Linked DNA regions of Mus musculus: regions 1, 2, 3, 5, 6 and 7 are each linked to region 4. A link is a contact called in public promoter capture Hi-C and targeted proximity ligation data. All regions are on one chromosome and are shown on one strand. The core of a region is the stretch at or near the end of the contact, and the rest is flanking DNA. Distances in the headings are between cores, read along the strand shown.

The links. Promoter capture Hi-C pulls out the DNA fragments that hold promoters and counts their contacts. Capture Hi-C pulls out chosen DNA fragments and counts their contacts.
Region 1: a promoter capture Hi-C map of liver shows a contact between it and region 4, with 3 times the contacts expected there. A contact is called at or near these places in 3 of 39 promoter capture datasets (liver, neutrophils and pre-B cells), 2 of 130 datasets of targeted methods (bone marrow-derived macrophages and memory CD8 T cells) and 1 of 9 other capture datasets (liver).
Region 2: a promoter capture Hi-C map of erythroid cells shows a contact between it and region 4, with 6 times the contacts expected there. A contact is called at or near these places in 2 of 39 promoter capture datasets (erythroid cells and pre-B cells).
Region 3: a contact with region 4 is called in a promoter capture Hi-C map of erythroid cells, with 2.5 times the contacts expected there. A contact is called at or near these places in 2 of 39 promoter capture datasets (erythroid cells and liver), 1 of 484 Hi-C or Micro-C datasets (double positive thymocytes), 3 of 130 datasets of targeted methods (bone marrow-derived macrophages, double positive thymocytes and memory CD8 T cells) and 2 of 9 other capture datasets (adipose tissue and liver).
Region 5: a contact with region 4 is called in a targeted proximity ligation map of pancreatic cancer cells. A contact is called at or near these places in 1 of 39 promoter capture datasets (hippocampal neurons) and 1 of 130 datasets of targeted methods (pancreatic cancer cells).
Region 6: a promoter capture Hi-C map of liver shows a contact between it and region 4, with 4 times the contacts expected there. A contact is called at or near these places in 2 of 39 promoter capture datasets (embryonic stem cells and erythroid cells), 1 of 484 Hi-C or Micro-C datasets (neutrophils), 2 of 130 datasets of targeted methods (bone marrow-derived macrophages and pancreatic cancer cells) and 1 of 9 other capture datasets (liver).
Region 7: a promoter capture Hi-C map of pre-B cells shows a contact between it and region 4, with 2.5 times the contacts expected there. A contact is called at or near these places in 2 of 39 promoter capture datasets (liver and pre-B cells) and 1 of 9 other capture datasets (pancreatic islet).

The regions. Positions count from the first base shown.
Region 1 is chr15:76,537,009-76,540,204 of GRCm38.p6, forward strand. It overlaps Slc52a2 (solute carrier protein 52, member 2), which reads left to right and starts at 1,822. Exons shown (of 5, transcript NM_029643.4): 1 at 1,822-2,187; 2 at 2,375-2,594; 3 at 2,686-3,196. The coding sequence starts at 2,465. Fbxl6 (F-box and leucine-rich repeat protein 6) reads right to left here and starts at 1,738. Exons shown (of 9, transcript NM_013909.2): 1 at 1,317-1,738; 2 at 909-1,067; 3 at 715-778; 4 at 281-412; 5 at 82-189. The coding sequence starts at 1,708.
Region 2 is chr15:76,816,097-76,819,641 of GRCm38.p6, forward strand. It overlaps Arhgap39 (Rho GTPase activating protein 39), which reads right to left and starts at 2,070. Exons shown (of 12, transcript NM_001168288.2): 1 at 1,896-2,070.
Region 3 is chr15:76,708,826-76,712,133 of GRCm38.p6, forward strand. Recql4 (RecQ protein-like 4) reads right to left here and starts at 1,734. Exons shown (of 22, transcript NM_058214.3): 1 at 1,568-1,734; 2 at 1,453-1,486; 3 at 1,276-1,373; 4 at 943-1,083; 5 at 1-726. The coding sequence starts at 1,651. It overlaps Lrrc14 (leucine rich repeat containing 14), which reads left to right and starts at 1,816. Exons shown (of 4, transcript NM_001358891.1): 1 at 1,816-2,102.
Region 4 is chr15:75,907,231-75,910,704 of GRCm38.p6, forward strand. It overlaps Eef1d (eukaryotic translation elongation factor 1 delta (guanine nucleotide exchange protein)), which reads right to left and starts at 2,114. Exons shown (of 10, transcript NM_029663.2): 1 at 2,015-2,114. Tigd5 (tigger transposable element derived 5) reads left to right here and starts at 2,505. Exons shown (of 1, transcript NM_178646.4): 1 at 2,505-3,474. The coding sequence starts at 2,561.
Region 5 is chr15:74,996,198-74,999,757 of GRCm38.p6, forward strand. Ly6a (lymphocyte antigen 6 complex, locus A) reads right to left here and starts at 1,834. Exons shown (of 4, transcript NM_001271419.1): 1 at 1,682-1,834; 2 at 1,338-1,420; 3 at 255-371. The coding sequence starts at 1,407. All of the region lies in intron 1 of Gm28068 (a long non-coding RNA gene), which reads left to right.
Region 6 is chr15:76,902,132-76,905,546 of GRCm38.p6, forward strand. It overlaps Rpl8 (ribosomal protein L8), which reads left to right and starts at 1,940. Exons shown (of 6, transcript NM_012053.2): 1 at 1,940-1,978; 2 at 2,172-2,319; 3 at 2,408-2,549; 4 at 2,687-2,905. The coding sequence starts at 2,182.
Region 7 is chr15:76,574,275-76,577,949 of GRCm38.p6, forward strand. Adck5 (aarF domain containing kinase 5) reads left to right here and starts at 2,085. Exons shown (of 15, transcript NM_172960.3): 1 at 2,085-2,220. The coding sequence starts at 2,209.

The DNA of each region.
Region 1 (3,196 bases), core at 572-3,071, 630 kb after region 4:
GGAATGGTGGGATAAACACTGCTAGGTCAAAGGCCTGGGCTGGTCCCCACTGAGCCCTTTTCCTGACCATCCCCAGCCTACCAGCAGTGCGCCCAAGATGGCCGTCGTCTGGGAACTGTAGGTCAGCCACAGTTTACGCATTCGGGACCCGGCCTCCTCCAAGAAGCTCACCACAGCTGTGGACTCCACCTGGGGATCCAGCCCAAAGGTGCAGCTCATGCATGTCACAAGGGCCCAGGCGATTTCAGGGTCCCCCACCCACCCACGGCAAAGGACTCACCATGGAATGATGTAGGTCCAGGCTGTGGAGCTGGCAGCAGGCTCTCGCTAACATGACCAGAGTTTCAGCAGTCACAGTGTGGCAGTCTGAAAGCTTGAGGAAGGTGAGCCGAGGGCAGAACTTGCTAACCAGCTGTAGCAAGAGATAGAGAGAGAGAGAGAGACCATCCAGGGTTGTGGAGGGCAGGTAAAGGTCTATCTACAGGGACACTGGTAGTCATGACAAGCCTATCCTATAGTCCCAGCTATGACTCCATTCTGTCCACGCCAGGCCTACATGGAAATTGCTGTCTCCTCCAGCAATTTCCTAAGATGTCAGCAAGACGAAACTGAGCAGGCAGGCAGACAACTCTGTGGTACACCACCAGGGCACCCTCCCCATAGTAGACCACTCAAACGTGACAGCTTGTGTGCAGGGCAGTCTCCAGCTCTTACCTCCAACACAGAGTGTACTTGAGACTTCCAGTGGATGAGGGTCAAGCTCTGGAGCTGAGAGAACCTGGGCGACAGCAAGGCCCGGCTGTAGTTGTGCTCTTGTCCTTACGCTGCCCCCTTCTGGACAGAATCCTCCCCTACTCAACGCGGATGCAGGGAAGACAACAGACAGTAAGATGACAAGGAGCCCTCACCGATTGGGTACGAGCCACTCCAGGCAAGCAAGGAGCTTCTTCTCTCCCTTAAGGTTGCCCTTGCCAGCCCGGCCAACCAGCGAGGGTGACAGGGTCACAGTATGCCAGAGTGAAGGATGGGAGGTGGCTTCGTGCCAGTGACGGCAAACGCGTGCAGCCCTAGGAGAAGAAAAAGTTTGCTGAGAGTGCGTGGCCTTTTGCGGGTAATGCCTACAATGGAGTGTTTTAGGAGCAGCGCAGCGGTCTTAAAGCCTGCCGTCGCCCGTTCTCAGTGCTAGGCTTTGAGCTCTAAGTGAAGACAGGTGCCGGAGCACTTGTGTTCGCCCGATGTGATGCCTGCTCTGCCCTCTGCTCTGCAGCACCCGCTCAGTGCGCCAGTCTCTACCGCGGCAGGCGCTGTTGGTGTACCTGCCAAGAAACGGCATGGGCCCATGAGCCGCAACCAACAACCCGAAAATATGCACCAGGACTTCTAAGGGAATACGGTCTCCCCAACCAGAGTCCAGGCCCTGATCGAGCGACGGCTCCGGTCGGGGTTTGGTCCTGGGCTTGGCGACAGCCGTGGGGCCACGAGCCAGTGACCTCGGAGCGCGGCGACGGGCGCGCCGGTGCGCACGAGCGCGGGGAGGCTCCAGGTCCGGCAGCACGAGCAACATGCTGTCCGCTTGCAGCAGGTGGTACCCAGAGCCGCGAGGTGCCAGGCGGTCCCACCACCAGTCCTCCGCCGAGCGGCCCCGCGCATCGGGCCGCTTGGAGCTTCGAACTCGACGTCTAACTCGCCTAGAGGCCACGGGAGCCATAGCCCCCGGGAGCTGAACTAAAAGCGGAAGGTGGGTGGGCAGAGAGGAAGGGGCGTGGCCCCTTAGCTCACTCCTTTACACTACACTTAGCTTCCGGGGGTGGGACTTCCGCCGCAGTCTAGCGCATTAGCCGGCGTCTTACTACAACCCTTTGGCTGGGGTTTGGCTGCCTTCCGGGCTAAGTGGCGTGCTCCCGGGGCTGGGCGGGCTGCTCCGGCCCCACGCCCCTGATGCACCGCACTCAGCCGAGGAGCCCAGAATCGAATCAAGTCAGCCAGCCACACCTCTTGCCGATCCACGCCGGCTGCCTGAAGTTAGCTGTCATCCAGTCTGGTTTAGCCGCGCCAAGACTTGGTCCTCCGCAAGCATCAAGGACTGGCTCTTTCGCTCATCTTCCTCCCCGGAACCATGCTTTAAGCCAGCTTCTCGCTCCCCCGCTTGCCAGTCTTGTACAGAAGGGTCCCGGTGCAGGCTCCATGGTAGGTGCAGCTCCTGATCTATCCGCCGCCTCCCTCCAGGTGCCTTGGTTTTGCAATCTGGCCACCTCAGACCCTGACTCTGCCCACTCGCATGTTTTTTTGTTTGTTTGTTTGTTTTGTTTTGGTTTGTTTTGGTTTGTTTTTTGTCTCCGTCCAGGTGAAAAAGCTTGACTCTTTTTTTCTCTAGAATAGTTAGAGAAGCTTTGGATCTACGTGGGAAAAGGGCGGACTGTTACCTTCGCTTTGTCCTGGAGGGCCCGCTTTGACCTTTGACCTAATGGCAGCACCTCCGCTGGGCCGACTGGTGCTGACCCATCTGCTGGTGGCCCTTTTCGGCATGGGCTCCTGGGCTGCTGTCAACGGGATCTGGGTAGAGCTGCCGGTAGTGGTGAAAGAGCTCCCGGAGGGTGAGTGAAGTGGGCGGAGGTAGGCTGCTGCTGTTGCTGCTCTTCGTTCCTTAGCCTGGTGCCTTTACACTATCTCCTCCTTCCACTGCAGGTTGGAGCCTCCCTTCCTACCTCTCTGTGCTTGTGGCGCTGGGAAACCTGGGTCTGCTGCTGGTGACTCTGTGGAGGCGTCTGGCTCGCGGCAAGGGCGAGCAAGTCCCCATCCGAGTGGTTCAGGGGCTAGGCATAGTGGGCACAGGCCTACTGGCCTCTCTGTGGAACCACGTGGCCCCAGTGGCAGGAAAGCCGTACTCAGTGGCCTTCCTAACGCTGGCGTTTGTGCTGGCATTGGCCTGCTGTGCTTCTAATGTCACTTTCCTGCCCTTCTTGAGCCACCTCCCACCCCCCTTTTTACGGTCTTTCTTCCTGGGTCAGGGCCTGAGTGCCCTCCTGCCCTGTGTGCTAGCCCTGGGTCAAGGGGTGGGCCGCCTTGAGTGCCTGCATGTGCCTGCCAACAGGACCACTGGGCCTCCGATCGAGGTGTCTCCCATTAATTTCCCTGAACGGTTTTCTGCCACCACGTTCTTCTGGGTGTTGACTGCCCTTCTGGGCACTTCAGCAGC
Region 2 (3,545 bases), core at 820-3,319, 910 kb after region 4:
GTGTATAAAATTGTTCTTTTTTTCTTTAGAAAGATTTGCTTCCAACCAGCTAGATGTGTGTGTCAGTGCGTATGGGCACTTTGATATGAGAGATAACTCCTAAAATTTATCTTCTGACCTCTACTCGACAGAGCTGGCACAAACATAAAATGAAAATAATTAAACACACACACACACTAGCCCATACACACAAAATGAAAATAATTACATGTATGCACACACACATACATACTTGCACACACACAAGTACTTTGTGCCAAGCATGGCAATGCATGCCAGACAAGATCATGAGTTTGAAACCTACCTGAGCACATAGCAAAATTCAGACGAAATTACAATTTTAACACACACACACACTTAGTTTATGCACTTTGTAACACACAGTCCAACCTATACCTAACCCTGACAGCTTGCAATTTCGTAGCAAGAACAATTCCTAACACTCAAAACTTCCCAGGTGTGAAAAATTTTACAAGTCTTAAGTCACAGAGTCCTCACAACAGCATTCTGAGACCAATACTATTAGTGTACCCATTTTACAGCCAAGAAACCAAAGGCAGAGAGACCTTACCTAATACCACAAAGCCAGTAAAGGAGGAGTCATGACTCAAGGGCGGTCAGTCTGGCTCCAGAACCAGCACTCATTTTCACTCTGCTCCAGACTCTTACAAGACAGCTGATTAGACCACGAGCTGGAAGGAGTCACATCTCTCTATTCCCTCCTAGGCACTCAGAATCCCTTGAAGACTGGCTTTCCGGACTATCCAGTCACACCTCTCCTTCTAATTCCCTTCCCCCCACGTTCGTTGTAAAAAGGGGAGCAGGGACAAAACCACCTGCTGTTTACAGACTGCGCCCAGGACGCAGTGCTCAATTGCCCTCCCTAGCTCCCAAAGACAAACGTCCGTATTGTCTGCACCACGGGAGGAACTGAAGCCTTGCAACTGTACGTTTTTCTGCAGAGGTCACTGGAGGCCTGGCCAACCCGAACAACACTGAAGGGGGAGGGGGTCCAGCCGCATTTTTGCGGCTGAAGGTTGCGTAGCGCCCACAGCAGCTGCGGTGAGCAGCAGCATGGAACACACCCACAGCTGCCGCGCCCGAAGCGGGCAGCACGTTTTAAAATAAAGACAGCCTGCCTGGCCCGGGATGCACAGCCTGCCGGCTCGCAGCCCCCACCCACCCCACGCCTGCCAAACAGCAGGCGCCCAGGGAGTTCCAAGTCTGAAAGGCCGGGGAGAGGACCACCCGAGCCTGCCGCAGAGGCCCTGCCGCGAAGCCAGGGCGCACCACGCGCAAGCAAGCCACGACCCGACCCAGAGACGCCCACCGACTGCCGGGCATCGCGGACAAAGCCTAGCCCGCAAGATCCTCGTTCGGCAAGCACTATCTCTCACCACCCCCAAACGGACCGGAGCCCAGTGCACAGAAAGGGCACAAGCACACCACCGGCTCTGGGCCTGGACACAGAACGCACGCACACCTGTCCTCGGGCTGACTACACACACCTGTCTGCAGGCCGGGCACCCTCACATCTCACACCCACCATCAGGTCCACCCCAACCCCAACCACCTCAAGCAAAGGGCTCGCACACAACTATCTTGGCCAGGGACACACACGCACTCACGCCCATCCAAAGGCCGGGCACGCGTGCAGACCATGGCACCCTCACACCCACCACCCTCGGGCCCCTGCTCTTACGCAAACCCGCCTTCACACTCCCTGGCCCTTGGCCGCGGCGTCCTCCTGCGGACCCTCCCCTACCGGGTCACCTGGGGCCCCGATTTCTAGCACGACTGGACTGGGGGGCCTCCGCCTGGGCCAGGCCGTGGGGCCGCAGCGAGGCCTCTCCGCCATCTTCCCGGCCCGCGCCGCCCACCTCCCGCGCTCTCACCAGCCGGCCCTGCGCCCGGAGCGCCGCCACTGCCCCTCATCACCGACCGCACGCTGCGCCCCAGCTCCCGGCGGCTCCCGGCCGCCGTCGCCGCCGCAGCCAGCGCTTCACGTCCTGGGTCTCCGCCGCTGGTCCAGTGCGCTGCGGCCGCGCGTCCCCCGTCACCAAGCGCAACCCCCCGCCTCCGACTCCGCCCCCGCGAGGATGGTGGCGCCGCCAGGGGGCGCCGCCCGCGAGGCTGCAATGCGCCTGCGCCACCGCGCAGCCCCTCGGGAGCTCCGAGGGAGCCTTGCCTCTGTCGGAGGCCCCGCCCCCGATGCCGCGCTAGCCGGCCGTTCCGCTCTCACCTGTACCCGCCCACTTCTGGAGGTCTGGGTCACCTCAGGTGTGTCCTAACGTGGGTGTGGCGTGACTCTATTAGTTCTAGCCCTGCTGGGGTTCCTAAGCTTGAGATATACCTCTTCCTTGACTCTGGAAAGGTAGCTATTGTCTAAAATACTCTGCGTATTCCATGTTTGTAACTTCCCTTTATTATTTTCCTCCTTTTATTTCCTTGACTATTCTCGTAGTAACTCAGGCACAGCTTTAAATGTGCTCTCTTTTCTATTTTTTTTTTTTTTTTTGTAATGTGTATTGTGTGTGAAGCATGTGCACGCACGTGCCAACAGTGTCCGTGTGGAAATCGGAGGACAACTCCTTTCACCATGGGTTCTAATGACGGAACTCGCATCATCAGGCTTGCACAGAGAGCACCTCTACCCACTCCATGGCCCTTTTAACTTCTTATTAATTTTTTTTAAGAGAGAGAATTTCAGATGGCCCAGGCTGACCTTCAACTTCCCTATGTAGCGAAGGATGACTTTGAAACTCTAATCCCGTCTTCATCTCTCTTGTGCGAGGATTACAGGCACCATATCCGGTTTACACAGCTGAGGAGGTGAAACCCATTCTAGGAAAGCCCTTTACCTACTGAGCTACATCCTCAGCTGCCATTTGGGTTTTTTGTATTTGACGAGCTCTTGCTCTGTGTACCCGGGCTGGCCTCAAACTTAAAATCCGTCTTTAACACATTACAAGTGCGTTTGTCACCCTCCCAGACTTCGGAATATTCAGTGTTGTTGTTGTTGTTTTTGTTTGTTCATGTTTTCGTTTTTTGAGACAGGTTTCTCTGTGTAGCCCCGGCTGTCCTGTAACTCGATCAGTAGACCAGACTAGCCTCAAACTCAGAGCTATCTACCTGCCTCACTTTGCTAGTGCTGAAATTAAAGACGTGGGCCATTACTGCCCGACACCAGTTCTTTACTTTAAAAAGAAAAACACACACACACACACACAAAAAAAAAACCAAACTTTTTTTTTACCTTGGCTTGACAATTAAGAGTAAATACTGCTCTTCCTGAGGATTCAAGTTCAATTCCCAGCATCCATGTCAGGTGACTCAAAACCACCTATAATGCCTGACAGAGGTGGCACATGCCTTTAATCCCAGCACTTGGGAGGCAGAGGCAGGCGGATTTCTGAGTTCAAGGCCAGCCTGGTCTACAGAGTGAGTTCCAGGATAGCCAAGGCTATACAGAGAAACCCTGTCTCAAAAAACCAAAAAACAAACAAACAAACAAAACAAAACAAAACACCTATAACTCCAGCTCC
Region 3 (3,308 bases), core at 484-2,983, 800 kb after region 4:
ATTGGCCCCAACTCGTACAAAGCGTTTGTTTTTCATGTTGAGTCGAATATAGTTCCCTCTGTCTAGGGAAGCTGGTCGAGGAGAGGCATGGAGGTGGGTTGTGCCCTTAGCCTTCTCTGTCCTGGCCTGGTTTGAGGAATTGCATGGCTGAGGGACATTCACTTGTGTGGGTTCTCCTGGAGGGTCTTGCCCATGTACTGTAGCCCTGGCTCCCTCAGACAGGGGTCCTGCTCCGCTGCTGGGCTGGTCTTGTGCAAAGTCCTCCCCCTTCTCATTCCACTTCCGCTTCCTGCCTTTACTGTTGATGGATTTGGGGCTCTGTGACAAAACCTGGGCTGGCTGTTGGGCTATGGCCTCTGGGCTCTGTACAGATACTTCTGACTGGATGTCAGGATCAGCGATGTTCACCTTGCCTGACATCTGAGGCTGTGACTCCTCTGCACTCAGGTCAAGCCCACAAGCACCCGGAACCTCTAGAAGATCTGAAACTCTGTTGTGACACCTCTCTAACCAACCAGGGTCTAGGGAAGTCAACCTCCGGCTGAGGGATGATCGGAGCTGCTGGAGCTGGCCCAGCCTCGGCCGGGGCTCAGGAACCCGAGGAAGTGCATCGTCAGCTTCGTCTGGACAGGGGGATTCAGTCTTTGAGCCTGGTGGCCTTGGGGCAGGAACTGTGGACAAGGATCTCTTCTGAAGCTGGAGTTTTCTGCTCTGGGTTGGTCCAGTCTAGAAAGACAGAACAGCAAATCGGAATTCAGGACCTGGGTTACTGCAGAAGTTTGGGACAGACAATAAGAGTGGAGATGCCTGAGCACCGTTAGGAACCTAGTCCCAGTTATTACAGGAGCGTACGTGCGTGCTATAAGGAAGGGTGGACATAGAAGGACCCTGGCAAACCACCCAAGGGCCAAAGGCAGTTCTGGGTTCACCTCCACGTCTTACCTGTGTTGTGTTTTTCAGATTGGCTTTGAGCCTCTTCCCATAGTCTTGTACAGAACTCAGTAGGCTCTGTTTTGGCATAGACTGCGTATTCTGCGTTGCAGCTCGACTCAGGTGGGGACCCCAGCAGCTTGGCTCCTGTGCCTGCAGTAGATAGTAGCAACCTAGACCAGTTTAAAAGATGGCATGGGCACAGAAGTGCCTCTAAAGCTTCCCCTAACCCCCATGGGAGGACCTGGCCACCCAACTTCTGTGCTCCATGGAGGCACGGCTGCAAAATGCTCTCGGTTCCTGCCATTTGGACCACAGACCGCTGAGAGTGGGATTCACTGATACCTCCTCAGCTGCCTCGGCAAGTGATTGCTCTAGGACACGATGTCTGTCGTCAGCCTGACGCACCGCCTGCTTTAGGTTACGGTACTCACGGTAGAGCGCTGGGAAGGCAGAAGTCGGCGGTCAGGGGCATACCCACTAACATTCGCCCTGTCCCTGGTCCACCAGCCCAGTGCTCACCGCGGGTCTCTTCAGGTGCCGCCTCCACATCCCCCTAGGAGAGAAGCTTGTCAGCAACAGGCTGCGCCAGGATCCCCCACTTGCCGCCCCTGTCCGGACCCTAACTCCACCTCACCTTCGCTGGCCGTCGCCCGTGCAGCCGTGCAAAAGCGCGTTCCCACTCCTGTAGCCGCGCGCGAACGGTCGCGAGCCGCTCCATGGCAGCCCGAACGTGAGTTTAGGGGAAATCTCCCGCCGCCACCGTAAAGTCCTGTCCTTAGCCAATGAGAGCGGCCGCCGGGCGGTGCTGCAGATGCTCTGAGCCCCCCGGGGAGGGGGCGGGCCTATGAGTTGTTGCGTCATCACAGCGCGCCCCGGCGCTGCGCGGAGCTGGGCGAGGCTTGCTGGGCGAGGAAGGGTTGCAGGCCTTGGTAGTCGGGGAGGCGGATGAGCGGGGGCCGCGGGGCTGGGATTCGAGTCGAGCTGAGAGTCAAGCAGCCGTTAGTGGTCAGGGCACTTGGACGGCAGGTTCGACGGGGACTGGCGCTTGAAGACCACGGCTGAGGCGGATTCTCGGGAGGTGCCGCCGGCGCGCGGGGATGGGCCGCAAGCGAAGGGAGACCTAGGGGCGGGCGAGGCCGGTCTCGGCCTGTGGCTCCAGGCTCGCCCGGGTCAGTTGATGTTCCGGGCTTTTTGTTTTCTCCAAGGATCCGAGCGTGCGCGTCTGTATGCCGCAGAGACCGCTGTGTCCTGTGTGCAGTAGCATCACCCAGAAGCAATCCTTGCTTGGAGGCCAGGCGGGCTGCCACCGGTTCCTCTTATGACAGGTGTTTGGTTGGCTTGTCCTGTCAGTTAGGCAGTCCTATTATCTTAAGCTAGAGCCAGATCAAGGACAGTCACGCGGGGTTCCCCAGGGACGCGTGCCTTAAGGACTCGTAGGAGATGTTAGAAGCAAGCAAACCCTGGGCTTCATCAGTCTTTCTGGTCCCCAGTCTTGTCCCTTGCTGCGGCTTTGCGTAAGGCCTAGGCCCTGGTTTTCCATTCTGTTGTGGGCTGAGGACTGTAGCATAGTTCTGAGGGTAAGGTGTTTTGCCCACAGGAAGTCTACTGACCCAGGATAGCAAGAATCATTCAGGCTCAGGATCTTTTGTATGTGGCTTCTCAGCTGGAACGCTTTAGCAGTTTTGGCTTGGATCGTTATGAATCTCGTGAATTTAAGACATGGTTTCTCAGTGAAGAGGAGGTACCCGAATAGGAGACAAGGACCACAGAGGGTGAGAGTTGCTCTTCCTCAGGGATTTCTCTGCCTAGTTATACCCTAGAAATCCGCTATCTCTGGAGTTCAAACTCAGGGCCTTGGTCTCAGATGCTGCACACCATCTGTTCACAGGATCCTTTAAAAAACAAAAACAAAAAAAAAACCCCAGAGCCTGGCACTCACTAAGCTGTGTTAGACTTCTTTAACTCCAAAGGCACATCTACGTGGAGGGTCAGGATGTTAGGCTACTGGCTCTGGAGGAATCCTCTGTTGTCAGTCTGGTGGGAAGAGAGGTCTGGGATTTACTTCACTTTAGAAAATATTTACTTTCCCTAGTCGTAGGAAAATACACCATGTGCATGTGAAAGCTTCAGGTCAAAAGGGGGCACCTGCATCAGTTCCATGTGGCTGTGACATACCATGTTGGTTCTGGAAACCAGGCTGGGGTCTTTTGCAAGATCGGTAAATGCTCATAACTGCTGAACCATTTCTCCACCCCACCCTCCCACCCCCATTTTACAAGCAAACATGCAAATCTACTAGAACTCAATAGTGGGCTAGCCAGCCAGTAAGGTTCAGGGAGTCTTCTGTTGACTCCAGTGCTGGCTACAGAGCTGTG
Region 4 (3,474 bases), core at 864-3,363:
GAATAAAAGTCCACAGAAAAGCTGGCTTTCTGAGCCCTAAGCCCATACCTTTCTGTCCTCTGGACATTCGGAGGTAGCATGTCACCCCCTCAGTCTTGACAGTGATGAGCTCCCAGTACTGTCTGTCCTCCACAGGATTAGAAATGTGCAAGGTGGGTAGGGAACAGGTCTGTCAGAAAAGTTCAACTTGTATCCCTTCACGCTTATAGCCACATCCTCTGGGCTCACCTGGCCTGAGTCTGTGAACAGATGCTGCCCATGGGGGCTTTTTCTGTGTCTGGTATTCAAAGGGGGCAGCTGGTAGCACTTGGAATGTGAGGACTCACGAGCTTTTCAGTCACAACAGCCACGCAGTGTGACTCTCCCACTGCAGCTTATGTTGGCACAGGAGTGGTGTCTTGGTCTTTTTTTCCCATGGGTTAGTAGATTCTCATCTCCAAGCTCCCACCCTGCTTCTCTGCCTCTGGGATATCCCAGTCCTACTCAGAAACACTGGCCTGAGCTGTCTGCCCACTTTGAGACCCAGAGGCTAATGCTGTCACTCCAGTCTAAACCCACCCAGCCCCAATCTCCTTACCCCCAAATGCTATTGTTTGTTGGCTCTATTTCTGTTCCAGCAGACGGTACCTTGACCTGACACACAGGTCTTGGGACTCTGCTAGACGACTTGCTTTCTCAGCTCTTCCTTTACACCTGATAATATCTGGACCATACCTTGGGGGCATTGGTTGTGTGTCATCTTAGACACAGGAAGGAGAATGAAAACTCTGATTGGTAGAACCACCCAAGTCTGCTGAGTCAAGTGATGTGTGGAACTGGAGACCAAAGCACGTTCCAGCACCCGGATTTCACATGTTTCAATGACTCCAACATTCAATAGGCACACAGCATCTTAGACCCCTGGCTCAGAAGAAATGTTTAATGCCAGCATCTCCTACCTGCATCCCCCAAGTGTCACTCTTGCTATCAAGCCCTCTCAAGCACTTTTGCCTCATCTGTACTATGCCACGGAGCCTCACCTATCCAAAAGATAAGCCCGGAGGACGACCCTGCAGCAGCCTTCTCCTGAGAGGGCAGAAAGCCATGCAGAGCAAATCCCAGGCAACCAAGTCTAAATGGCTCCCTCTGCCAACTCTCCAACTGTTTGCTGAGTTCTCCTCCCACAGTCCGAGAGAAGGTTCATGATGTACTGGCCATCACAGAGCCTGGGAAGGGGACTCCTTGTCCCTTTGACTTCTTCCTCTTGACTCTGTTGCCCCACGGGATTGGCTTAGGGGGCACTCGGTAGTCCTGTCACATCCATCCTTTGCTTCATCCATGAGAATCCGCCTGAGATAAGACCCAGTTATCCATCCCCGAGTGACAGGGCCAATTCAGAAGCATCCTTGGGAGTAGCATCCCAACATTATAGCTTCACCAAGTTCTTTTTGCTGCAGGGTAGCCGTTCACTCTAGAAAACCATGATGCCCGGAGAGAGTGCTCATGTATTAGAAAAGGGGCGACCGTACCCTTCAACGCCCCTTTCCAAAGAAAGCTGCCCAGATCACCTTATTCAAATCAGTAAGTAGAGCTAGTCCTGTTACTTTTGAGCAAATCGACACCACCACGCCCTTTTTTCTACCCTGTGTTCGTGGACCGTACGAGTTCCACCAGTCAGCACCCGAAGCAACCTCCCTCTATGCCTAGAGTTAGGTACGCCCTTGGTGCTTAACCGCAAAGACCTAGGGCGTTAGCAAGAGCTGGGCCCCCAAAATTCCGGAGCCAGCCCGACCGCAGGCAACCGTGTCACTCAAGGCCGTGCCGTGCTGGGATGTGCGGAGCCACCGCGCAGCCAGCCTGAAGCAGCGCTCCGGAATCTGGCAACCATGTGGCCAGCGGCCCGCCTCCACACAGGCCCAGACGCCCGCCCGCAGCCCGCACTGTCCCACGGGAGGCAACCCTAACGGCGCGGGGCCCGGGCACTCCAGGCCTCCGCCGCACGTGCGCTCCTTGAGGCGGGGCCCCCGGTACTCACACGCCAGCCAAGGACGCAGCAACCAAAACCTGGAACTGCGAGCTCAGGACTGCAAAGGAGAGGGAGGGCGCCCGCGCAGCTCCCGGAAAACGCAGCGGCATAGACCACGAAAGGCACGGCGGGGGGTCCAACCCTGGGCACGCGCTGTCTTGCCCTCAGAGCGTGCATCACGATGCATGCAGGAACCACCATGGTAGAAGCAAAGGAAGAGCTACCTTGAGAGCCGCGCTTCACCTCAAGAGTTGTCGCTAGGAGCGGAGAACCGGATCTCCCAACACGCCGAACCCCTCCTCAGCTCGAAGAGTGGATCCGTCCGACGAGGGCGGGACGTAATGAAGCTGATGTGCGCACGCGCTAGTGACGCGCCCAAGGCCAGACTGTGCGCAGGCGCCACGAGGCGAAGTGGGCGGGCCTTGCGGGCCGGGGCAGGCAAGGCTGGCGAGACAAAAGGGAGGGACCCGGGCAGCCCCGCCCCCGAGCCCCGCCCCGAGCGGCCCGCGCGGGGTGTCAGGCTCGCTTTCCCGGGTGGTCCCTGGCGCCGACGCCATGTACCCCGCGAGCCCTCCGGCCGGCCCAGCCCTGCACCCGGTCCCGCATCGCGCTCGTCTTCCCCAGCCACGGTGCCTTGCTGAGCCGCCGCGATCGCCGGCGCCCGGCCCGGGTTCCACGGCGCGCCCGCCGCCGCCCCCAGCGCCCGGGCCGCGGCCCCGGGTGGCCGTGAAGATGACTTTCCGCAAGGCCTACTCAATCAAAGACAAGCTGCAAGCCATCGAGCGCGTCAAGGGCGGTGAGCGGCAGGCCAGCGTGTGCCGCGACTTCGGCGTGCCAGGCGGCACTCTGCGCGGCTGGCTCAAGGACGAGCCCAAGCTGCGCTGGTTTTTGGACCAGCTGGGTGGAGAAGTGGGCACGCAGCGCAAGAAGATGCGTCTGGCCAACGAGGAGGAGATCGACCGCGCCGTCTACTCGTGGTTCCTCACCTTGCGCCAGCACGGTGTGCCGCTATCCGGGCCAGTTATCCAAGCGCAGGCTGAGGCCTTTGCTCGCCAGATCTACGGCCCCGAGTGTACCTTCAAGGCTAGCCACGGCTGGTTCTGGCGCTGGCAGAAGCGCCATGGCATCTCTAGCCAGCGCATCTATGGTGAGGCTGAGTCCCCGGTCGCAGGCCCCGCGCCTGTCAAAGAGGAGCCGGCGCAGTCACCAGGCGCAGTTCTCGTACCTGACGGCGCGCCAGCCACTCTACCCCACTCCGAGGGCGGCTATGGCGACGAGCAGATCTACAATGCTAACGTTACTGGTCTCTATTGGAGGTTACTTCCGGAGCAGGCCTCAACTCCGGGCACTGGGGACTCCAAAGAGCCTGGTGGGTGCAGCCGACGCTGGCGCAGTGACCGAGTGACAGTACTGCTGGCCGCCAACCTGACGGGCAGCCACAAGCTGAAACCACTAGTCATCGGGCAGCT
Region 5 (3,560 bases), core at 584-3,083, 910 kb before region 4:
GGATCATCACGTGACTACACTGGCAACAAAATGGGATGATAAACACTGTGAATGCCAATGGGCAGCCCTGCTTGATGATCACATCCCAGCACATCCCTGGACCCCAACAGCCCCCACTTTGCAAGAGTTCTCCTCCAACACAAGGAAAGCTCTACTTGGGGGGAGGGGAACCATGGTCCACAACAAGTGCCCAGACTCGACATTTTCTCCAAAGCCACCCTCAGCCATCTTTATATAGGCCACAAAGAACTTACCCACAATAACTGCTGCCTCCTGAGTAACACAGACTCCATCAGGGTAGGGGCAGGTAATTGATGGGCAAGAAGTCTCAAATGGGACTCCATAGCACTGGTAACACTCCAGTCCCTGAGCTGAGAGACAAGCCAATACATGAGGGCTAGTACATGCAATTCCTAGCCCAGACCCCTCCTCTCCAATGTCTTTACTTGCACACAGCTGCTGGCTGCTAGGTCAGAGCAAGGACATTACTGTTCAGTCAAGAGTGAACCAAGAACCACTGTTGTTTAAAGATGCCTGGTACTGCTGTCTCAGCTACACAGCCCCACAGGAGACATGTGCACCCCAAGAGATATTAAAGAGACAGCCACCATATTGGGAAGATATAGATACCAAATGTCCGCTGAAGCAGTGAGTGGGTGTGTAAGTAGATGCTGGGGCCACCAAATAGAGAGGGCTCTTCTGACCTGTCCTACCCTACACCTGCAGAGCTGGCCCCTGGGTATTGGAGCATGACAAAGCACAGAACTTCCCAGAGTCAGCTTAAAGCTGAGGCTCACCATGAGGCTTCCTGCAATACACATGTAACTACAAGTATAGGCGTATCTTAGAGCTCAGAATTTCTTAGAGTACAGAAGGCATAGCATTTGGGTCTCATGTGGCATGGGCTGGGACATAAGGAAAAGTCAAAGTCCAGGCAATAAGGATTCCAAATCCATTGACTTGGCATCTGGGGAGAAAAAGAAGGCTCTTCCAGTTTGTGTGCACACAGGCCAGTGTCCTGATTGGGAGGCCAGTGCAGAAGGGTAGAGTCTAAGGACAGGCTGCTCTGGTGGCCAGGTTCTGTGGCAGAGATACTGAGCTCCACGTGTCCTTTTGGTATGTGGTGATGGTTGCAAGGCAGGTTCTGACAGGTTTACAGACCCAGTAAAGCACCCCACCACAGAAGGCTTCACCCACCACAAGCCCATTCCCAATCCCATGACCCCAGCACATCTCGGGTACTGGGCACACAATGGAAGTGTAGGTGTACCCACAACCCTGAGGCCCTTTTCCATCTCCATTGTATCCTTCTGCCCCTCTCTCATTTTCTACCTCACCTCTTTCTGCACACAGTAGGGCCACAAGAAGAATCAGCAAACAGGACTTTGTAGTGTGAGAAGTGTCCATCCTCAGAGAAGGGCTGCACAGATAAAACCTTGGAAGTTGGAGCCAATTAATAGACCCCCAATCACATCCCTGGGCTCTCACAGAGCTCAGGCATCCGATCTTCCCTCCCTCCAACCCTCCACACAGCTTTCCCTGAGGAATACATGTCTGCCTACTTCTCTCACCCACCACCCACCCAGCTCTTCCTTCCTAATCCCACACTCCCAACCCCAGCCCTATCCTGAGGGCTCTTCCCTTTGTCACCTAGCAGCTCCCTCCTCACACCAGTCCTTACTTCCTCTCAGACAAGGTTGCAGGCACAGTGGCAAGTTCTGTCAGATGTGGACTGAAGTACTTTAATTTCCTTCAGCTCCTCCCAGCTGGCATCCTGAAGAGGGAGGGGTTTCAGTACTTAACCTTTTCCAGGCCATCATGTTTATTGGTTAAGAGGTAGCAAGATTTGTTTGTGACCTGATCAAGCCAGATTTATAGCAGTTGGGGAGGAACCATGGTGCAGGAGAACTGAGAGGGCCGAGGGCCAGAGGCCACAGTTGACTTGTGCTTGCCAATTAGAAAGCAAGGGAAGAAGTCAAGTTGCTCAGCCCTTTACTAGTTTTTGTTTTGTTTAGCTTCGTGTTTTTTGTTTGTTTATTTTGGGTTTTTTTTTGACTTTTTTTTTTTTTTTTGAGACAAAGTTTCTCTGTGTAGCTTTGGCTGTCCTAGGACTTGCTCAGTAGAACAGGCTGGCTCCAACACACAGCTATCAAAGGGGTGCACAACAGCCGCTGATACTTCTGCCTCCACTACCTGGCTTTTTTCTGTGTCTAAATAGAAGGTATGGTTTGCAGTGGCTCAGAGCCAATGGCCCTCCTTCCTATAAGCAGGAAAACAATTTACAAATACTTAAAGACTGGCTCTGGTGAGCAAGCCCCCAGTAGGCTCTTGCATCCACAAAGTGAGAGTCCTGAGGCAAGAACTAACTGGCAACTGGGATGGAAGTTACCAAGCAGTGTCTGATGTGTTTGGGGATGTATGGGGCTGTGTGTGCTGGACAGAGGTAGAGACCTGAGCTGGAAATCATCCTGAGATGATACCACAGCAAATGAACAGCTGTGCTCACAGGACAACTGAGTCCCAAAATGGACCACAGCATCAGTGAAGCTGAGCGCACCCCACTTAAGCAGGGAAGGCTGCTTACACTCCATGGCCTCTGCCCGAGCACCACTAAAAACCCCTTCCTTCTTACCCTATAATATATCATATAAGCAAACAGTTTGCCTCCAACACCGCATAACCCAGCACAGTGGTAAGAGGAAGAGAGCAAGCAAGAAATGTTGTCTCTCTAATTCTGTCACATGCTGTGCTCGGTATTGGCTCATGCATGAAGAAGTGTATGTGAAAGAAAGAGCAGGAGACAGCAAGCCTCTGCAAACAAAGAAAAAGCGGCAAGGAAAGATCCAAGTGATAAACCCTGCCAATGTCACCACCCAATGAGGTTATGAGGCTTTTTTTCCCCCAGAGGATGGGTGAGGTCACTTACAGGAATATGCATAAATTCTGAGCAGCTTAGTCACCACCAAATCTCACCCCATCATAAAAGCAGTACACGGAGTCCCTCTTTCAGTAAATCCTCTGTATCCTCTATATTCTAGTATCTTCTGAGACCACTTGTGCTTGGCGGAGAACAGGAGGGAGTCATGGCTGGAACCCCAGGTGACAGTCCTCCCTTCTGAGTATAGAGAGTTCTGCCCATTATCACAGACCTATTGCTGTTTTGCTCTTCTGACTCTATTTATTGCCAGGGCTCCTGGGCCAACATTATCCCTACTCCAGGATGACAACGGGGCCATCACCTTCTCTTTGGAGGGAAAGGCCATATAACCACAGTGCCGTGCACTGTTTCTCTAAAAGTCTTAAACTAGGAATTCTCATGAGTCCTCCAGTTTCCACCCAGCCCCATTGTTGGGGAGCTAGCTTCCCTTAGTGGTGGACTCCTGCCCATTCTACTGACAGACCACTCACATTAACTCTTCTGGGAGAGGGCTACAGTGTACTTGAGTAATCTTAGAGTTAGAGGTACCAGATGTTGCCAGGCTTGTGCTAGAGAAGCCAGGCCCTCTGCAGAGAAGTCTTCATGCAAGACAAAAACACACCCAGCCCTCTCTCCTGCCTTC
Region 6 (3,415 bases), core at 690-3,189, 990 kb after region 4:
GCCCTTGTTGCTTTTGCAGAAGACCTGGGTTTGATTCCCAGCAGCCACGTAACAGCTCATAGCTGTTTGTAACTCCATTTTCAAGGGCTCCAATCACTTCTTTTGTCATTCCTGGGCACCAGGCATATACTTGGTGCAGTTGTACAGGCCAAACACCCAGACTCATAAAATAAATCTTAAAAAAAAAAATTGCCTGATGGTGGGGGTGCTCCTCTTTAATGGCAGCACTCAAAAGAGACAGATGGATCTCTGAGTTTGAGTTCCTCCTGATCTAGAGTGAGTTCCAGGACAGCCAGGTTTACACAGAGAAACCCTGTCTATAAATAAATATATAAGGTGTCTTTTTTCAGGGCTGGAGAGATGGCTGAGCAGTTAAGAGCACTGACTGCTCTTTACCTAGAGGTTCTGAGTTCAATTCCCAGCAACCACATGGTAGCTCACAACCATCTGCAATGAGATCGGATGCCCTCCTCTGGTGTGGCTGAAGATCATATAAAATAAACAACAATTTTTTTTTTTAAAGATGTCTTTGTTTCTGAAAGGACAACCCAGTGGCAGATGCCTATATAGGAAGAGTGTGACAGGGCTGAAAACTTGCACATACATTTACAGACTCTCACAAAACTGTCCTGTGGGCCGGTTGGCTGAGATATACCCTAGTGCTGGCAGGGCCCTATGCCCTGCACGGTTCACAAGACAAAGCACTAGCAGGCATCCTCCCACAGACTTTTCTGTATAGGCATCTTTCATTCTGGTTCTCTTCTGGGCTGACTCAACTCCTTACCCTGCCCCTGGGTGGCTTGATTTACCACTCTGCAAGTCCTGGAACCCTGCCACCCAAAGCTCCACTACCCTTCTGGAATACCCTGTGCACCAGCATCCTGTGGAACTTGAGCCATGACGATAACTCGGTGTTCTTTCCTCGTTTGTTTGTTTGTTTTTTCGAGACAGGGTTTCTCTGTACAACCCTGGCTGTCCTGGAACTCACTCCGTAGACCAGGCTAGCCTCGAACTCAGAAATCCACCTGCCTCTGCCTCCCAAGCCCTGGGATTAAAGGCATGTGCCACCACGTCTGGCCTGTCCCTTCTTCTTTTCAGTGTGTCAGATCACCAACCCATGTCCCTTCCTCCTCAATATGTCAATTTTAGCCTCTGCCATGTAAAATCTCCCAGTTCTGACAAACCTCTCTTACCAATTGGGACCCTGACCCTCAGTTACCTCCCTCTCAGTCTACACGTTTATGCCATTGACTACTTAGGTTTCACTCAGATGAAGAACCTCTGTTTGGGGGGCTCTGTGCCACTTTATCGCCCTGCATCGCTGCGTTCCTTCCCCGCTTTAGCTCTCCAGGGTCATTGCCCCCACCCTCTTTCCAATTGCTGAGGCCACTAACTTTTGGCTTCTTTGCCAGACATCTTGAGAACTCCGCAGGTGACCTTCTTAAATCCCAATCATTATCTTCTTGTTCTTCTTCACCTCCTTCCTCCCCTCCACCCCCAACCCCCTACCCCAGACTGGGTTTTCTTTGTAGCCCTAGCTTGTTCTGGAACTTGTTTTCTAGCCCAGGCTGTCCTGGAACTCCGCCTGACCCAGTCAAATTTCAATCTTCTAGTTCGGCAAAGCACTAGGTTTCCAGTGTCTGCACATCCAATCTCCTCCGTCTGGGCCCAGCTCGGAAGCTCAAGATTCTGCGTGGCGTTGCCCTGGACAAATCCTTCCACCTCTTGAAGCCTCCTCTCTCCCGCCCTTCCTCCGTAAGACTCTTGAGTCGGTTTCTTCAGAGTCTGCCTCTCCCCAGGACGACAAGTTTCAGCAATTGCCTTGGTTCAGCAATTTGGTAGACACACAGGACACCTGCATGTGACTACAAGACCCGACAGGCATTGCGCTGGGGAAGGGGCGGAGTTATGGCCCCGCCCCGGAAGATAAGGCTGCGTTGACCCGTCTATTTCCTCTTTCGGCCTTGCTTGCCGGCAGGTAAGTTGTGCTCTGTCCGCTGCGGGTTTTGAAATTATCCACCGCCATCCGCCGCCGTTAACTACTTGGCGGTCTGTCATGCGGCCTGGCCCACTCGTCCAGGATCAGAAGGGAGGGATGGCGTTGCTTTCGGCCTTGGGGGCTGGCAGGAGGCTGGGGATTTTTTTGGACGCTGAACTCGAACCATTTCCAGACTCGCCGCCATGGGCCGTGTGATCCGAGGGCAGAGGAAAGGCGCGGGTTCTGTTTTCCGTGCGCACGTGAAGCACCGTAAGGGCGCCGCGCGCCTACGTGCTGTGGACTTCGCGGAGCGACACGGCTACATTAAAGGCATCGTAAAGGTAGGAGGGCACCGGCGGGAGTTAAGCAGGCGGGGAACCGGGCGTCTCGAGCAGGCCTTAGAATACAATACACCACCCTGACCCGTAGGACATCATTCATGACCCTGGCCGCGGCGCTCCCCTCGCCAAAGTCGTCTTTCGGGATCCCTACCGATTCAAGAAGCGGACAGAGCTGTTCATCGCAGCGGAGGGGATCCACACTGGACAGTTCGTGTACTGCGGCAAGAAGGGTGAGCCTCCAGGCGGGGAAGGAAGGAAGGGTTGGGCCCGGGACTTTGGGTGCTGAGCTGAGCTTCGTGGGTTGGGATCGGTGTGGGTTTGGCATGGCTTTTAGCGTTAACAGTCGTTTTGCCCCCTCTCTCCACAGCCCAGCTGAATATCGGCAATGTTTTGCCCGTGGGCACCATGCCTGAGGGTACGATCGTGTGTTGTCTGGAGGAGAAACCTGGGGACAGGGGCAAGCTGGCCCGAGCCTCCGGGAACTACGCCACAGTCATCTCCCACAACCCAGAGACCAAGAAGACTCGAGTGAAGCTGCCTTCGGGGTCCAAGAAGGTCATTTCCTCTGCCAACAGAGCCGTTGTTGGTGAGTGCGGGAGGGCAGTGGGGCCTTGAAGACGCGGGTGGTCGGCATATGAACTGCCAGCTGCTGGGCCTAGGCCATAGAACCACATTGCTTATTTTCTTGGTCATGGGAGAAGACTAACAGAATGCAACTGGGGATTTAGTTGTAGAGTGCTAGAATACCTACTTCGTAAACAACTAACTGATTCCTGTCCTGGGGATTTGATTCTTTTCTGGTCTCTGGGCACTGTATAAATGTGTATGGATACAGACATGTAGGTAAAGATGCCTGTGTATACATAAAATTAGGTTAAAAAAAGATTACACCGCTTGACACTTTTGTGCACTGTGACCTAGGAATTCTGATCCTGCACTTGAGTTTAGTTGGTTCATTTTAGAAAAGATAGGACCAGTAGTGGCTGTTAAAAGATGTTCAAGTCAGTGAAAAGGGGCCATGACTTATCTCTTGTTTAGTTACTTGGAAACATCTTAGGATCTGCTAACCTCATCCTTGCATAGGATAAGTTCTGAG
Region 7 (3,675 bases), core at 835-3,334, 670 kb after region 4:
GCCTCAGCCCCTGGTCTGCCCATCAAAGTCTGGGGGCAAAACACTGCTGTGTTTACCGAGCAGATCTGGGAGGGAAAATGCTACACTGTGAAAGAGTGGTTATAGCCTTCATATGTGGGACTCGAGCTGCGAGGAATGAAAGCTTAAGGAATGGCAGGCTCTGGAGATGTAGTCAGTGCGAGACCAAGCACTGGAACACAAGGAGTTTCTGCTATTGGAGATCCCTGTATTTGTTGGATCCTGCTGTCCTGTGTCTTAGCAGTAGCTCCTAGCCCAAACACAGGGCTCAGCCTGTCTCAGTGGAGCTGGTGTTCCTGAGGGGGCTGCTGGACATGCCCACACAGGTGTCTCCAGATTGCGCCTCTTTCCCAATTACCGCCACCCCTTTCTCCCTGCTGTGCCAACTGGAGCTTAGGAAATCCTGACCTCTCTCCACAGTGCAAACTTTATCTGCAAACACCCTCTGCCCACTCTGGAAGTCTCTACCTTGGGGTCTCTTCACTAATTCTCCACCACACAAACTCCAAGTCTGGCTTTTAGTTTCATGGCTAGTCCTATCACTTGCACTGTGAGGTTTGAGACTTCCTGGTCTCTGAGCCTCTGTATTTTTGAGTTACTTTATGTATATATCCTGACATATGTCACCCAAAAATACACAGGCTTCCAACTGCTGCAGACGCTCAGGGACAGGCTGCTGGCCAAGACTGTATGATATAATGTTTGGAAAGGTTTGGGCTAAATAAGTATTCTGGAGTTGCTGGGCTACTTGGTTGCCCTGACTTTCCAACAGGTTCCTGGTAGCTCCCAGCTAGGTCTCCCTGGTTCGGGTGTGACCTCACAGGGCTGAGGACTTTGATCTGTTCCCTACTGTATATCTGGACCTAATTGCCACAATCTCTCTCCCCTGTGCTTTATAAGTAGCCCAGTCTCGGAACACCCATTTCTGCCTTTTCATCCTGGGCTCTGTGCACCCTGAATCCATTTTGTCCCTGACACATTGCTTTCCAGTTGCGCCCAGACATCTCAGCTACACGTACTTCCTAGGCTTGCAAGGACGTCCAGAATGAATGAACTGGAAGGAGGCCATTGCCTGACATCGTCTGGCTCACAGACTTTTGTGACCCCCTCATACAGCCACTCTGCCACCTTCCAGGCACTCCAAAGCCAATTGGGGACATGACATTATCTTAGAGCCTGCTTAGAGCCATGTTCAACCAGAAGGCAGCTTGCCAGTTCCAGTGGGTGGGTGGGGGGAGGCTCAGGTGACCTCAAAGAACCCAATGGTCAACATTAGGACAGTTGCTGAGAAGAGCACCCGTGGCTAGGGAAGCAGGAACTTCAGGGGAGTTCTGAGGAACCAGGTAGTAAGGACCCCTCCAGAGGAGGATTTGCAGAAGGATTGGGTATCACAGAGAGTGAAGAGTAGGGGGACAAAGAACCAGGACTCTTCACAGAGAAACCCTGTCTTAGAAAAAAAAAGAAAAGAAAAAACAAAACAAAACAAAACAAACCAACCAACCAACCAAACAAACAAACAAAAAAGAACCTGGACTCTAACTGACATAGTTGGCAAGAAAGCGAGGGTGTCTCTAGCTTTGGTGGCTGTCTCAACAGGTGTTGCCAAACTGCCTGTGCGAGCGAATACTGAGAGTTGTGAAAATGACCAAGTGTCAGCTTTGAGTTACACTGTCACTTTTCAGAAAGGAACGAGAGCCCGACAAAATTAAAGAGCCAATTCAAGGGTCTGGGAATATGGCTGAGTGGGTAAAAGGGCTACCCTAGGAAGCCAAGTTCCTGGAACAATGTAAAAAGCACTTCTAGAGTGAAATAGGAGTGGGAAGAGGAAAATTGCCCGCAAACTTAGCCTGGCTTGCACAGGGCAACAGAAATAAAACAGACGGTGGAAAGCAAGCACCAACCGACTCTTGAAAATTGCTCCATAACATTCACATACAATAAACAAAGGAAAACACTTGGTAAAGACTCATCACTTGGTGTCTCCCATGAGGCTATGCCCCGGGCGACCTCAAGGGGCCGCTGCACGCCGAGGCGGTCACGTCACGTTTTGGGGGCGTGGCCCTTCCACTCTACCCAGGTCTGTGTGGCGCGTGTGGGCCGGTGCGCAAGCGCATTGCCTACTCTTTCGCGGGGTCGTCTGGGCACCAGGGACGTCTGCGGCGAAACCGGGAAGAGAGCACTGCCGGGGACATGTGGCGGCCGGTGAGGACCCCGCCCCCGCACGCCCTGGTCCCTGACTCTGCGCTCCGCATCCCTGCGTTGGGATCTCTCTCTGTACCCGGAGGTTCTGGATCCAGTCCAGGCCCGGGCCCTGCCCATCGACCCCAAAGCTTTGGAGAACTCTGATTCCCGCTTCCTCTTTTTTTCCCCAGAGCCTTTGGGAAGACTCAGCATTATTTAACCTCACCCCAGGGTCCTCTTCCTTCTGCCTCTGTCCTCAGCGCATCCCTCGGGTCTCCCCGGGAAGCTGCTCTGTCCTCTCTATCAGCTTCTGGAAGGGAGACAACCCCATGATTCCCGCTGGGTTAGCATGCCCTCACTCCCTTAGCCCCTTGTTCTGGCCCTGGGGGTGTCCTTGCCTATTCCCTGCCCTTGGAGTATGGCCCTTCTTCAGTTGTGTTGTTTTTAAACTTCTGCGAAGTTGTTTTTCTAGTACATCTGGCCTTGTAGGTTTAGATAATGAGAGGCCAGGAGGTGGGTTAACGTTTGGCTTGCAGTGTACAGCCCTGCTGGGTGTGTGCTTTCTGATGGGAGTCCTGTTGCTCAGAGACAAGTTGCCTTTTACACAGACAGCACTTTACTGTAGCAAAAACTTTTCCACATATCCGTATTACTTGTCACTTACACCTCTAGACAGCCCTGGGAGTTTGTTTTGTTTTGTTTTGTTTGAGATAGGGTTTCTCTTGTTTTTGGACAGCCCTGGCTGGCCTGGAACTAGCTCTGTAGAGCTGGCTGGCCTCCAACTCAGAGATCCTCTGCTGGGATCAAAGCCATATGCTACCACTGCCTGGCTAGAAAGGCAAGGGTTTTTTTGTTTGTTTGTCTTAGTTTTTTTTGTTTTTGGCTCCTTGCTTACCCCCCTCCAAGGTTGGGGTATTTGGTTTTAGCTCTGGCTGTCCTGGAACTCACTCTGTAGAGCATACTGGCCTCGAACTCACAGAAATCTGCTTGCCTCTGCCACCCTAGTGCTGGGATTAAAGCTGTGTACCACCACCACCCTACCAGAAAGGGGAGTTTTAACCTCTGATTAGGAATTACTGCACAGTACAGTGGAGTCCTTGCAGGTTCCCAATAACAACGTCCACTTCCTCTAGCTCAAATCTCTAGGCTGTTACCTACTAACTTTGGGAGATGGTCTGTGGCTTAGTTTCCTGTTGAGCTGCCTTGGGCTGTCTATCAAAGGTCATAATCTAGTCATCTTTTCTAGGGCTCTATCCTGAGTCTTGGCAGTCTTCATGGTGCAGGCTGCTGGCTTGTATGGATGTCTCTCTTTTGCCAGCTGTGTCTTCTCCTTAGAGCAGGTGTTTGCTGCTTTATGAAACCACTGGAGAGAAGTCTAGTTGAATGTTTTTTTTCTTCTTTCTTTCTTTCTTTTTTTTTTTTTTTTTTTGGTTTTTCGAGACAGGGTTTCTCAGTATAGCCCTGGCTGTCCTGAAA